2 separate regions of the Mus musculus genome follow, and region 2 is linked to region 1. The links are chromatin contacts, called in public HiChIP or PLAC-seq maps. All regions are on one chromosome and are shown on one strand. The core of a region is the stretch at or near the end of the contact, and the rest is flanking DNA. Distances in the headings are between cores, read along the strand shown. Region 1 overlaps Chsy1 (chondroitin sulfate synthase 1). Region 2 overlaps Lrrk1 (leucine-rich repeat kinase 1).

The links. HiChIP or PLAC-seq counts read pairs in DNA pulled down with a chosen protein or histone mark.
Region 2: a BATF HiChIP or PLAC-seq map of CD8 T cells shows a contact between it and region 1, with 5 read pairs. The contact joins two enhancer-like sites. A contact is called at or near these places in 3 of 15 datasets of contacts at CTCF or cohesin (CD8 T cells, pro-B cells and stem cell-derived epiblast-like cells), 11 of 484 Hi-C or Micro-C datasets (CD8 T cells, the G1E-ER4 cell line, Th1 cells and 6 more), 6 of 115 datasets of contacts at active chromatin or transcription factors (CD8 T cells, the HPC-7 cell line, acute myeloid leukemia and 3 more) and 1 of 9 other capture datasets (embryonic stem cells).

The regions. Positions count from the first base shown.
Region 1 is chr7:66,158,812-66,166,241 of GRCm38.p6, reverse strand. The region is part of intron 2 of Chsy1 (chondroitin sulfate synthase 1); the gene reads right to left. Among named protein-coding and RNA genes, the nearest start is that of Chsy1, 53 kb to the right of the region's middle. Within about 2 kb of position 5,996, at least 8 of the 459 cell types and tissues checked have an H3K27ac peak or open chromatin away from gene starts, as enhancers often do. A contact at or near this core is called in CD8 T cells and memory CD8 T cells, where this site is marked.
Region 2 is chr7:66,300,110-66,307,533 of GRCm38.p6, reverse strand. It overlaps Lrrk1 (leucine-rich repeat kinase 1), which reads left to right. Exons shown (of 34, transcript NM_146191.3): 8 at 302-429; 9 at 526-689; 10 at 2,004-2,141; 11 at 4,767-4,879; 12 at 6,596-6,672. Among named protein-coding and RNA genes, the nearest start is that of Gm45989, 22 kb to the right of the region's middle. Within about 2 kb of position 3,098, at least 80 of the 459 cell types and tissues checked have an H3K27ac peak or open chromatin away from gene starts, as enhancers often do. A contact at or near this core is called in CD8 T cells and memory CD8 T cells, where this site is marked.

The sequences.
Region 1 (7,430 bases), core at 4,747-7,246:
AGAGGCAGGCGGATCTCTGTGAGTTAGAGGTCAGCATGGTCTACAGAGCAAGTTCCAGGACAGCCAGGGTTGCACAGAAGAGCCCTGTCTCCAAAAACCCAAAACCAAGAGAGAGAGAGAGAGAGAGAGAGAGAGAGAGAGAGAGAGAGAGAGAGAAGAAAGGCTGACAGAGACAGACAGAGAGAAAGAAAGAAAGAAAGAAAGAAAGAAAGGAAGGAAGGAAGGAAAAACTAAAAAAAAAAGAATACTATAACAGAAAGTTAAAAGGTACTTAGTAAACAAAACATTAGCTAATGAAAATCTTTTATTTAATAATTACAAGGTTATTCCTTCTTTTAAAAATCACAGAACCCTTTGTAAATGTTTAAAACATTTAAAAAACTTATGGGTTGCGTTCCAGTGTTGAAACAGCCCTTATTCTTTGTCTCACAAAGTCCCTCTACCATCTTGGCTCCAGCAGAGGCATCTCCCTGCTCTAAGATATCTCAGGACCTGTGCCACTCAGTTGTAAACTAAAGCTGAGTAATTCCAAGGTCATGCTATTCCCAGGAACTTCCAGCACAGCTGGGAACAGCCATCAACTGTGCACATCTAATCTTCCCTAACAAATGCCTTCTAGAGTTTTCATTAGCAAGTATCCCATGTCCTCTGCAACAAATGCCAACATGCTCACTCGGCCCTTGTTCTTCCTGCAAGCTGTTTACATTACTGCGCCTCATTAAATACAGTACACCAGTATGCTATCGCTGCTCCAGATGGACGGACACTTTGTCTGGATTAGAGTTCCATTATGCAAAACTTTATCCTTTTGTTCTAAAAAATGGTTTCAAAACAATATTAATTTAACAATATTAATTTAAATAGTCACTCCCACATTTTAGATATTTAAATCAATATTCTTACATGGCAACATCCCCAGATAATTCACACCGCAAAGCAGAACTTTTGAAAGCAGGCATATGTTAATAACTAGGTCAGCTGTCCAGCACATACTGAGCTGTTCCAGGCTCTTGGGACATATGGTTGTCCTACACAACCCTTTTAGTTTTCCCCTAATAAGTTTTGTGTTGGTATTGCCAATTTTCACTCAATTAAATTCAAGGAGTATGTACTTTGCATTTTAAAGACTTCATTCATAAAACTAAAATCTTCATGAGAATTAAACTGGGCTTGTAATGGTAAAAATTGTGAACTATATTTCTGAGCCTCACTGGTTAGATTCCAATTCGGAAATTGGAATATTTAGTAGAGAAACCGGGCCCATTTCAGAGTCACTGAGAACTGAGCTTGGCAAAGTTAAACAAAAGCTGCTGGTAGGACTTAAGTCCTTTGTGTAATGCAGCACACACAGCACTGGACTATAGAACAAATGGCTCTGTGAGTACTGCTCCCTTGGTTTAAGGTAATCACATGATAAGGTTATGATAACTCTGCAGTCAGAAAACTGCTCAGAGCCCCATCTCGGTCACCCGAGCTCTCTAACATCATGTCTTTTATTAATTTTTGCTTTGGTTGGTGTAGACAACGCTGGGTTGGTCTGACTTGTATAATGTAGTGTTTGTTATACATTGTTCATATTCACCCCACCCCCGGTGCCCTGCTCTCGTTCTCATCCTAGAGTATACTACCCCCCTCCTGGTTTCATGCCAGATTCCATGTCAGAGGAAACGTGCGTTTGCCATTTTCTTCCCTACCCCATCATTATTATTAACAAAAGAAGCAATCATGGCCATGCAGTGTGGGATGAATTATACATAGAACTACCTTCTAATGAAAAGTCCTACCCAGATGTGGCATCAAGTGCTTACCCTCTTCTGGATGACACTGTGTAGAGTGAAAAGCTCAAAGGCCTAGTTAAAAAAAAAAAAATATATATAAGGTGGGGCCTGGCTTGCTGAAAGGGTACCTAGGAAGGGCCTTAACATAACTTAGCCAGTGCCAGGATCCAATCCTCACAGCTTCCTCAAAGCACAGGGCAGTAACTCTAGTCAATAGGAGTCAGGTAGCAACACAGCAAGCATCTCTGTATGATTAAATGACTCCAGTTCTAGCAGAAGGGGTTGCCAAAACAAAGCAAAACAAAATCCGAAGGGAACACAAGTTACAGGGAGAAGTGTGGTAGGGAGATGGGGGTGGGAGCAGACATATGAACACACAGGAGGGTCAGATCTCAAGGAAGGGAGAACTCTAGTTCTTTTGTGGAAAACTACCAAATTAGGAAGTGTAGTAGGGAGAGAGGGATGACAAAGATAGAAAGACAAAATCTATAGGTCAAATACTACAGTCTACAAGGTCATGGCTCTCTAGGATTTTTGTTTTTATTGTAAAATTCATTCTACATATTTTGTGCTCTTCTGGTTTATAGACTTTATCAAGTATTATATCCCAATTCAAAGCCAACCAATAAAAAAATAAAAGATAAACTAGAGGCACGGCATTTGCATCTGCAGACCCTGAGGGAGGCCTCTGAGAGCAAAGTGTAGGGAAGAGGACACATGGCAGGCCTACCTATCCCCAGCCCTGCAGTCCAGAAGCACAGCACAAACTGGAGAGGCTTGCCTCGCACTGCTTAGAAACAGGCACTTAGAAGCTAATTTTGCCAGGGCATTCTCCTCACGCGGCATTAACAGGGGAACTAAAAGTGTATAAGGACATCTCTGCCTTGTCTTGTGTCTGTCAGACTGCTTTAGAAGACAGGTCATCCCCTCACCATTTCCTCTACCTGCTTTGGATTTTCTCAACAACAGAACTGTGGGGCAGACTCCACACCCTGGAGCGGAATCAAATCATCGTTGAAGAATTATCTTGTCCCCTTGAGCAGTCCTTTCTTCCTCTACTTAAATCTTGAAATCAAAAGAACTCACTTAACCAGGTCTCCAGACCTGGGTCCACACACAGAGCAGGAGGTGATGGCCTGCTTTCCAAGAGCTCATATAATAACTAGTAACATTTCAGATGGTGACTAGAGTTTTGTAGAACTACAAAGAAATGAACAGCAGCAGAGATGCGTGTAGTTCCCACCTGTGAGTCAGAGAAGGCCTCTCCAGCAAGCTGGACTCTGAGCAGAGACCCCAGGCAGTGAGAGGGGAGGGAGTGAAAGAAGGGGCACTCATACCCCCATCTCTGCATAACAGCACTTCCAGGAGCAAAGAGTAGCCAAGGCTAGCCCCAGGCCAAGCTAACCACATACCCAGGAACAAGCAACCACACAAGAGCACCATGACAGTCTCCTTATTGGAGTCACTGTGAGGCTCCAGACCAGACACATACAGATTTTAACATCATCAGCAGTAACATTTCAATGAGGAATGCTACTTAAAATGTTTGAACAAAACTTTATGAGCTTCAAGGATCTCTAAGTCTGGGTTAGAGTTTAGGAAGGGTTGAAAAGCAACCGATGTGATGTGGACGATGAACATTCCTGGCAGCAAACAGCCAGTGGTCCATGCTGGGTGACGGGTACCTTTCCTAAGAAAACACATTCTCTGGGCTGTGGAGCCCACTCTGCAATCACTTCTGCTCTGTGTGTGGGCATGCCAGAGCCCCAGCAACGGAGGATCCCTGGAAGAAAGGACAATCATGACGCGTACAATTCCTACTGCCTGCCCTTCCTCACGTGCATCTGCAGTCAGGTGCCCACCCAGGCCTGAACCAGGGACTGCCCTGCATTTTGTCCAAATGGGATTAACTTAAAAGCAGGGAGCCACTTGCCTTCTGTGTGGTAAGGGAGACTTTCATGGGGAAGTCATTACTAAAAGTATTATTCTTAAGCTTCAAATGAGAAAGAACGCAAATGGGTAACTTATGTTGTATTATCAACCCACGGACTGTGCCTAGTGCTTCTAAGCAAAAGGAAGAAACCACAAAGCTCATTTATGGTGAGACCATTCCCCTCAATGAATGACGCATGCTGACTCTGTTTATCTTGCTCATTCGTACACACACATTGTAAGTGGGTACTTCACCTGAGAAACAATCCCGAAACATTTAGGTTTTTAACTCTATTTCATTATCCACTTTGAGTTCTACCTTCCAGATTAATTACATGGCCAAAACAACTATCTAGCTACCCATTTATGGCCATATATCCCTGCTTACATTTGGTACTGTGTGCTGAGATAGAGCTGCACCAAGCACAGTGAAGCCTAACGCCCCAGCCAGTCTCCAGCCCCTCACTGCAGTGGAAGGCAGCACTGACATCCTGGCTACCTCGAGTCCCTGCGCATCCCACTTTCTAACCCTGCCTCTATCTCTGCATGCGATGAGACCACAAGTCTCCACTTCGTGTGCATGTGTGAGTGCGGTGGGAAGAGGAACTCTGAGAGAATGAGGGCTGGGAGGATAAAAGAGCATCTTAAAAGCCACCATTTTATTGCAATACACTTCTGGGCTATGAACAGATTTCATAAGCTGTATCTTATAAACTGTCTTCTAAATTGTCTTCAAAAAACAAAATGGGACTCCATAAGTGAAAGGTGAGTTAAAAAATTTTATTTTTCTGTGTGTGATTAGCTGCATGTTTGTATCCCACACGTCTGCCTGGCAGCAATGGCAGGAGACAGGACTAAATTTAAATGCACAACCACATCTCCAGCCCTGGAAATTGGCCTTATAAGCAGCATTTCTTTTTTTTTCTTTCTTTTTTCTTTTGGTTTTTGGAGACAAGGTTTCTCTGTGTAGCTCTGGCTGTCCTGGAACCCACTCTGTAGACCAGGCTGGCCTCGAACTCAGAAATTCGCCTGCCTCTGCCTCCCAAGTCCTGGGATTAAAGGTGTGCACCACCGCGCCCGGCTATAAGCAGCATTTCTAAGTCTACAGTTATAAAGCATATGACTCTTAGCATGCACATGTAGAAAGTTACATCACTTACAATACTATTTTAAAACCCCTTAAGATCATTTCAGAGCTGGTGAGATGGCTCAGTGGGTAAAGGTGCTTGCTGTGAGTCTGAATCCCAGAACTCACATGATGCAAGAGAGAACTGACTCCTGCACATTGTCTTCTGACCTTCACACGTGTGGTATGACTTGCACACAAAGGCAAGTACTAATACACATAAAGTAAACATAAGTAAATCTTTAAAATGTTTAATAAAAGTACTTACCGATATTAAAACAGAAACCGATCATAGTGTTTAGTTATGACATTCTACTTCTGACCACCTGAACTTCCCTAAACAAACAATAACTAACCTTGAGGGCAGTATTGGCTAAATAAATAAAAAGATATGCAGCCGGGCGTGGTGGCGCACGCCTTTAATCCCAGCACTCGGGAGGCAGAGGCAGGCGGATTTCTGAGTTTGAAGCCAGCCTGGTCTACAGAGTGAGTTCCAGGACAGCCAGGGCTATACAGAGAAACCCTGTCTTGAAAAACCAAAAATAAAAATAAAAATAAAAGAATTAAAAAATTAAAAAGAATAAAAAGATACGCTAAAACGACGGAGTTATAAGAGTAGTGAAAAAGTCACAGAAGAGAGAAAGCATGAAGATTACTGGCAAAGAAGTAACTCATGCATCAGCCGAAGACCAGAGCATCTCTCTTACGGAAAACGGGAGAGGCAGGGTAGCAGCACAGAGAACGATTCCATTTTCATGGCATCTTGATTGCATTACTCAGTATCAATTATGTATAACTATAAAAAGGAGAGCTGAGAGCAGTGGCTCGCACCCGTAATCACAACAGTTGGCATGCTTAAGCATGTCAAAGCCATGTGCTCGAAGCTAGCTTGGGTTACACACTGAATTCCAGGCCAGCTTGAGCTATAGAGAGAGACCTTGCTTCAAAAAAAGATAGACGGACAGACAGACAGACAGAGATGAGTAAGTAAAATAAAAAGTAGATGCAGATACAAAGCAAGCATATACTCTTTTAAAAATAGGTTACTCATGAACCCTGTGAGAATGACTTCCATTTGAAGAAGGTGTAGTGGTTTGAATATGCTTGGCCTATGGGAAGTGGCACTATTAGGAGGTGTGACTTTATGGGAGGAGATGCAGCCTTGTTAGAGGAAGTCTGTGGCTGTGGAGGTGGGGCTTGGAGGTACCCTAGCCTCAAGCTCTGCCCAGTGTGAAAGACCATCTCCTCCTGGCTTCCTTCAGATAAAAGCACAAAAGCCTTGGCTTCTCCAGCACCGAGTGAGCCTGCATGCTGCCATGCTTCCCGCCATGACGACAATGCACTGCCTCTGAAACTGCAGCCCAGCCCCAATTCAATGTTGCCTTTGTGAGACTGCCTGGTCGCGGTGTCTGTTCCCAGCAGTAAACCCTAACTAAGACAGAAGGAAAGTGTCACATCTTTCTGAGCCTTCTCACACTCATCTCCTCATGTCCCACTGATGGTCAGGTATCAAACCGTGCTACGCTCATGTAAAATGGGGTAGATATAATAAGGCCTGGAGAAAGAAACACAGGCCAAACTCAAGTAAGCATATGGAAAGAAATAGTCAAAGTTACAACAGAAATTAATGAAATGAAAAAAAAAAAAAAAAAACAATTAAAACCACCACCAACAACAAGGAAACAGAATCAGTACACTGGTAGCCAACCTCAGAGAGGGAAGATCCGTATTAACCAAATCAGAGGTAGAAAAGCAGGCCCAATAAAGGATATTGAAGAAACTCAGAAAAGCATTAGGATACATCTTTAGAAACTTATATTCCATCAAGCTGGAAAAGCTTTTTTCAAAAAAGGAAGAATTTATAGACCTTAGAATAAAGCATACCTACGATGTTAGACCTCTCCAATGAAAAACATAAAACACTAAAGAAAGAAACTAAAGAAGACACTAGAAGATGGGAAGACCTCCCATACTTCATAGATTTAAAAAAAAATTCATTTAAAAAAGATTTCTTTAAAAATTGGATGTCTGTGTGCAGTGCATGAGGGGGGTACCCATGGGGTTAAGCAATAGTCAATCATGTTTACCAACAGAAACCAGAAAAACCCTGAGCAAATATTAACTCCAGAAATACCAGACTAACCAGAATTATTACTTAGAAATAACCAATATTACTACTTTAAGATTTAATTAATGACAAAATAAGTGACCAGAGCCACACCACCAAGTGAGTAACAGTGTTCTACACCAAGATTCACAACCAGGAGCTGTGTAACAGTCAACCAGACCAAGCAGGAGAGCTGTGATCCAAGCCTGAATGCATGCCCTAGCTTCTCTTCACGTGTCCTCGTCACACACACTTCATGTATGCAACCCTAGCAGCTAACAGTGACCCACAGGCAACTTCCTGAGATGAAAAGGAACAAAGTTTTAATTATTTCCATCTCTGATTTATCTAAGTGAGTACCTATATAAATACTCCTAATTGTTATGTTGATTCTTCCTAAAGAAGCTGGCAAGATCTACCTGCAGGGCCCATTTAAATGTCTCCTTTCTTTTGAGATCAGGGCGGTGTGGTGTGATTAACAATAAAG
Region 2 (7,424 bases), core at 1,849-4,348, 140 kb before region 1:
AAATGAACAGATTTGCAAGCCCTTAAAGGTTGCATTCCTGATGCAGAGCCTCTGGGTACTGCTTGCTTTTGTTCGGGCAAAGATGTTAATTCCAGGATGTTCAGAAGACCACCCGAAAGAACCCACCAAAGTCAGATTCCATTGTGGTAACAGTTAACCAAATGAGTAAAAAGACCTCAAAGGATCCCGCTCATTTTTTTAAACTGTGTGTGCAGAGAGAACGCACACACCTTGTCTAGTGAGAGATCGTAAGCGCTGCTGTCGCTCTTCTGGCTCCTGACTCCCTTCTCTCTGGCCCCAGGTTACTTGAAATTGACATCTCCAGCAACAAACTGTCTCACCTCCCTCCTGGATTCCTGCACCTCTCAAAACTTCAAAAGCTGACTGCTTCCAAAAACTACCTGGAGCGGCTGTTTGAAGAAGAAAACGGTATGCATCTCTGTCAATGACCCCATGTCGTTGGCCACTCTCTCACTGGTTGGGACTGGGATATGTTTGACCACGCACACTCTTTTCACCCCACAGCCACTAACTGGATCGGCCTGCGGAAGCTGCAAGAACTCGATCTAGCTGACAACAGGCTGACAGAGCTCCCTGTCCAATTTATGCACTCCTTCAAGTCTCTCACCTCTCTGAATGTCTCCAGGAACAACCTGAAGAGCTTCCCGGATCCCTGGTCCTGCCCTTTGGTTTGTATCCTGAAAGCCACAGCCGAGTTTGTATGCCGCTCTCTACATCCTCACGTCTTCTCCTGTTCCTCTACATTGTAGCTGAGGAGAGAGGTCCACAGTTTCAGTCAGGCTGTCACCCTGTAAGCCAGTTAGCCTAAGGGACACACAGTAGCTGCTACAACGTTTTGTAAAGCACGGGATGATGGCACAAGGGATGGAAGATAGCTCACTTTGGTAAAGGGCCTGCCACACAAGCATGAGTTTGACCCCCAAGAATCCACACACAGTAAAAGCTGAGTGTGGGTCTGGAAAGATGTCTGAGTGGGTAAAGCGGTTGCCATGCACACATAAGGACCTGTAGTTGGGTCCCCAGCCCCCATTTAAATGCTATGCAGACATGGTGGTCAAATGTAAGCCCAGCACCCAAAGCAGGACTCCTAGGGTGAGCTAGCTAGTGAGACCAACCATGTTTCCCAGCTCTGAGTTCAAGCGAGAGATCTGGTCTTAGTAACTGAGGTGGAGAACAACAGAGGAAGAGGCCTAATGTCAACCTCTGGCCTCCACAAGCACACATGTGAGCATGTATACATACGTACATACATGTCACAAACTTAAAAAAAAAAACAGGCATGGCAACACTTGCCTGTAATCCCAGCACTGAGAGGTGGGGGTAGGAGAGTCCCTGGTTGGCTGGTCAGACACCCAACATTAACCTGTGGTCTCCACATGCTCGCAAACGCACACATGCACGCATATGCACACATGCACTCATACGCACACATGCAAACCCAGATATACGCATGCATACCAACACAAATGCCAAAAGGGGTGCGGTTCTCAAGAGCACTAAAGAAGTGAGAAGAAGCAGGGGCCTGTATCCAGAGCTCTGCAGACTAAATGAGGTTTTTGTTTCTTGGGAATCTGGCTGGTTGAAACGGATGAATGACATAAGGAATATTTGTGCTTTGTTTCTGTTGGTTTCAAACCAAAGACTAAGCATTTCTAGTTTGGCCGCGTCCTTGGGGAAAGCAGTTGACTCCCGAGAGCGTGGCTCTGAATCGGTCCGTTATTTCCCAGGACAATGGACCGGATGGTGATCAAGGGAAGACGATGAGGCACGTTTGTCTCCCCTAGGAAACTCTCTCCCTGCTCCTGCAGGACAGGACAACACAGCAGACAGAGAATTGGAAGCCTTCTTCCTCACTCTGCACTGTGGTCACAGAGCCCTGTCCCAGTAGCCTCACTTCTGACATCAGATTTACAAACAGACTTCTGGGCAGCTCTACACTCACAAATCTACTTACCACTCTCCCCCTCCCCTCAAACTCCTAGAAATGTTGTAAAGCCTCCAAAAATGCCCTGGAATCGCTGCCAGACAAAATGGCTGTCTTTTGGAAAAGCCACCTTCGGGATGCAGATTTCTCTGAGAACTCTCTGAAAGAGGTGCCCCTGGGATTGTTCCAGCTTGACGTGAGTCCAATGGCACTTCATTTCTCACTGTCCACCGTGGTAAGAAAAAGCACTCTGGACCCTGGGGAACCTATGTGCTTTTTCCGAGTTTGTGAGACACATAAGTAGAAAAAGTGAAGGGTTAGTTGAGCCATCAAAGACATGCGGTCTTGAGCCAAGTTAGAGGAAGGAGAATAGTCACCAGGAAACAGCTGTGCCAGGGAAGGGCTTGTTTGCCTGCCTTAGTCAGCTTTTCATTACCTCTCATTCATAATAAAAACCCAGAGACAACCAGTGTGAAAACGCCTTGCCTTGGCACAAGGTTTGGGAAGTATCAGTCCGTATACAACCCACCATGTTGGTTTTAGTGCTTTGGGGCCTGTGGTGGGGAAGTGCACCATGGGAGAGCAAAGCTGTTCACTTCACAGCCAAGACCTGAACTAACAGGGAAACAGAAGAGATGTGGCCCCAATATCCTCCTCGTGGGCACACCAGCAGTGAGCAGAACACCTCTCCCAGGCCCCAGCTCTAAAAGGTTCCACCACCTACCAGTAACTCTGAGAGCCAGAGTGCCCAGCTTTACTGTTCCTTTAACATATGGACCTTTTAGAGAACTTCCTCATCAAAAATAATGACCCTCAGGACTTCACTCACGGTGGCACGTTTGTTTTGTTTTTGGCTGTAGTGGAGAATTAACCTAGAGTCTCACATACAGTCCGTAAGTGCCCAACCTCTGAGCTCCAGCCCCAGTCAAAACTCTGACGCTTGCCAGAGATGGACTCCATCTGGCCTCCAGAGATTCCCACGGAGCGCCACCACTCTAAGGAGAGACTTTGTGTCCTGAGCACTGGACCACTGCCTTCTAAGAGTCTTCAGGCAGGCTGTAAGACCCTGTGAGACCCAGAGCAAGGGATTGCTAACTGTTCACCAAAAGCATTAGGGCACTCCCTGTAGGGCCTGGTGGTGACTCACAGACCACATTGCCTGGGAAATGAGACCATGTTTAAACACCCAGGTGCAGCCCCTAGCAATCGCAGACAAGCTGCTCAGATCATCCAGAAGGCCAAAAGACAGCAAGCATCCCTTCAACATGCGTATCGCAGAAAAGAAGGGCTATCAAGTCATAGGCTCCCCTAAGCAAGCATGGGACGAAGGAAGAAACCCACTTGTATTCATGGCTAGGTGAAATTAAAGCGCTGTTGAATGAGAACCCTTGTCACTGGTGCCCACAGTGGCTAACTGGCCACGCCTTCTTACCATTTTACCACTTCCCTATTCTGAGGCTATCCCTCACACCAGCGCCTCGCAGTATAGCTTAGCCAGCAAAGAGGGATGGAGACGCGTTGAATCTCAACACTATGTTCTGTAAAATTCCTGTTTTCCCCTGGTCTCTTTCTTCATATTGGGAACTGAGCAGAGGTCTTCACATCCCAGCCCAGGCCCTGGGCTAATCACTCGGGGAAGCTTTTATAGAAATGCAGAGGGTGGCAACCATTCTGGCCATGGTGACTCATGGCATCAACAAGGGAAACCGAAACACACAGGGGGCTTAATGCGGTACAGCTATGTGGTGGGTCTCTTGGGCCACATAGATTGTAGGTGGATCTGTGTTCATGTCACCAAGAAAAGTGAAGGTGTGTCTCTGCTGCTCTCATTAAGGAAAGACATCTTCCAAGGGAATAGCCCCACCCCCACCCCGTAGGCCTGCATACAGCAAAGCGTGTGGATGAATTGTGTGTGTGGAGATCCCAAGGGGTCCAAACTGTACAACTGAGGTCACTCAGTGGGCCTGAATACGGCAAGGCACACAGGGATGAGTTCCCTATGTGCGGACCCCAGGGAGCCCATCCTCGGCTTCTGAGGACATGTGGCTAAGGCAGATCAGGTCACCCATTGTCTTGTCTCTCTGGGCACCGCCCAAGGAGGAAGTACCCAGTGGTGCTCTGTGTACTCCAGGCAGACACCACTAACCACGACTCTTAAGAATCTTTGGTCTCAGACCCTGATATAGCTGTCTCCTGTGAGGCTTTGCCAGTACCTGGCAAATACAGAAGTGGATACTCACAGTCATCTATTGGATGGAACACAGGGCCCCCAATGGAGGAGCTAGAGAAAGTACCCAAGAGCTGAAGGGGCCTGCAATCCTATGGGTGAAACAACAATATGAACTAACCAGTACCCCCAGAGCACGTGTCTCTAGCTGCATATGTAGCAGAAGATGGCCTAGTCGGCCATCATTGGGAAGAGAGGACCCTTGGTCTAGCAAACCTTATATGCCCTAGTACAGGGGAAAGCCAGGGCCAAGAAGTGGGAGTGAGTGGGTAGGGGAGCAGTGCGTGGGTGGGGGATGTTTAGGAAACTTTTGGGATAGCATTTGAAATGTAAATGAAGAAAATATACAAGAAAAAAAAAAGAATCTTTGGTCTCAGGCCTTTATAGTCCCTCTAGTCTACAGTTCTCATTGACCTTGAGGAAAAGTCTAAATGCATTGTTCATCTCTGCTTGAGAGGATCTGGGGAGTTTCCTAAGTAGAAGTAGGCTGGGATTGTTTGGCTGTACATTGACAGGGAGCCTGCCAACCGTCATGACAACTTTTCCCTTTCCATGTGTAACATCATCTTTCCCCCTCTCTCCTCCCTCTTTCAGGCCCTCATGTTCTTGAGGTTACAGGGAAACCAGCTGTTGTCGCTGCCACCTCAAGAGAAGTGGACCTGCACCCAACTCAAGACCCTGGACCTCTCCAGAAACCAGCTCGGCAAGTAAGCAGTGGGCCTCTTTACCTCTGGTGTATATAGAACCACAGATGATATGTGTTGGACAGCACCAGAGCCAAGCTGCTGTATCCCACTTAGGGTGGATGAAATACTCCTATAAAACAGTTGCTCAGCAATATGAAGGCTGCAGATCTGAGACCAGGGTGCCTCCTGAGACCTCCCTCCTTGACTTGTTAAAGATCAAGGCTGTTATGGGGCTTGCCTTTAATTCTAGCACTCAGGAGGCAGATCAGGTGGATCTCTGAGTTCAAGGCCAGCCTGGTCTACAGATGGAGTTCTAGGACAGCCAGGGCTACACAGAGGAATCCTGTCCTAAAAAACAAACAAGAAAGTGGCCATCCACATATATCTCCATGATCTTTCTCTTTACGGTTGTTGTTGTTGTTGTTGTTGTTGTTGTTGTTGTTGTTGTTGTTTGGACACCATCTATATTAGAGTAGGGAGCATTCTAAAGAGCTCATGCCAACATAACCACTTTCTTAAAGACCCTAATTCATGAATGACCTTATTCAGAAATGCTTGGAATCAGAAGGTTTTCAAATTTTAGATGTCTCTGGGATTTTTGAAGTATTTGGATGTATCCCGGACATCCCGAGATGGGACCCAAAGCTAAATACAGACTAGTGTGTGTGTGTCACAGGCCCCCAACAGCATTTTTAGCATGCCTGAGTTTTAACTGTGACATGGCTCTGAGGTCAGGTCTGGAATGTTCTCCTTTGAACACCACACCAGCACTCACAGGGTTAGTCTTTGGGAGGCATCTGGATTCTAAACTTTTGGATTAAGGGTACTACTGTGTGACTACTATTCTCCTGGGGAGAAAAGACCAAACATGTTTCCCTGTATGGGACACTTGATGACAGAGCACAGATACAGTCCCACCAAGTCTGGCTTGAAGAAGTGACGACTGTGTTGGGGTTACTTTCGGGACTCAGGGTGAGTCAGAGGCACCCCAAGCATAGGTGCCAACCCACAAAAGCTGCATCCTGCCTACCTTAGCTCCACCCATAGTCAACTCTTACCCAGCAACGGGGGTTCCTTGTATAGCCTGCAGGGATTGAGGGTTTGTGAATGATAGAATTTTCCCAAGCTTCCTGAGACGTAGGAGTTTCTCTTTTCCCTCCAGGAAGAGGGAATAGGTACACCACAGAGTATTCCAATACGTATTCCCAGCTCCAAAATCCTGAGAGAAGGATTCCAGGCGACATCATACAGCCCTCGAGCGGGACCTTCCAGCTGTAATTGTTGCAGACTCCTGAACATCCTGTCTCTCACTTCAGCCTAGACTAGAAGTCTATAAATTCTTTACCAGCTACTAATGTGTTCATAGGTGGAATAAAATGTATCCATCCAATGATAGATGAATGGGTTGAAAATGAGCCCTGGAGAGCCCTGCCCCTTGGGGTCACTGGCTGATGGTTACTCTGTAATCGCTAAATAGAACACATACCCAAAGCACCTGCTTGAAGCTAGAAAGCCTGAGAATGTGATAATGACTGTGACCACTAGATTATCCTTCCTAATGGCTTCTTCCAGAAGGCCCCCGAGTTCCCTCATACAAACTGCAGGAAGGCCCAAGCACATGCTGATAGAATTTACTGCCTTCTCTGTGGTTCTATGTGATGTAGTCAGAGCTAGTATACTCCAAGTCTTTGTCATGCTTGGCCTCAAATTTCTGAGTGTTCTCTTTCCCCTCCACAGAAATGAAGATGGGCTTAAAACAAAGAGGATCTCCCTGTTCACCACCAGAGGGCGCCAGCGTTCTGGAACTGAGACAGGTGTGTGCTGGGCTGGGGAGACCATGAGATCCTCCTGTCTTGTATCCAAGTCGTTATGTTGAGCTTTGCCTTTCCTTTCCCGGTTGAAATGTCAGAGATGTTCATGGTCAGCTGAAAGGTCTGTCAGTGTAAATGGTGACTGTTAACCGTGTGTGTGTGTGTGTGTGTGTGTGTGTGTGTGTGTGTCTGTGTGTGTCTGTGTGTGTGTGTGTGTGTGTGTGTCTGTGTGTCTGTGTGTGTCTGTGTCTGTGTCTGTGTGTGTGTGTCTGTGTGTGTGTGTGTGTCTGTGTGTGTGTGTGTGTGTGTGTGTGTGTGTGTGTGTGTGTCTGTGTGTGTGCGTGCCTATGGCCCTAACTCCCCATCTGGAGCCCAGCAATGCTAATAGCTAACTGCCTAAACTGTAGACACAGGAGTCTCAGTCCACACGTAAAGTAGGAAATGTCATCTATGTTGCATATGAGAAAACCAAGTGCAAAACGCAGATCAGAGACAATTGGCATTTGCATCACCTCAGACTGATAGTTGTTTGTGTTAACAACATAGAAAGTCCCCTCTGCTAAGAAATGTACAATTAGTTCTCGGGTGCAGTCATCCTGCTGAGCTATAGAACACGAGAGGTTTTCTTCCAGGCTATCCAGGGGGCACCCCAGCACCCACCATCCACCCCCTCTGCCCCCATTACCCCTGCATCTCCCTGGGTTCCACTAACCACTATTCTAGCCTCTACCTCTGTCAGATCAACTTTTGATCAA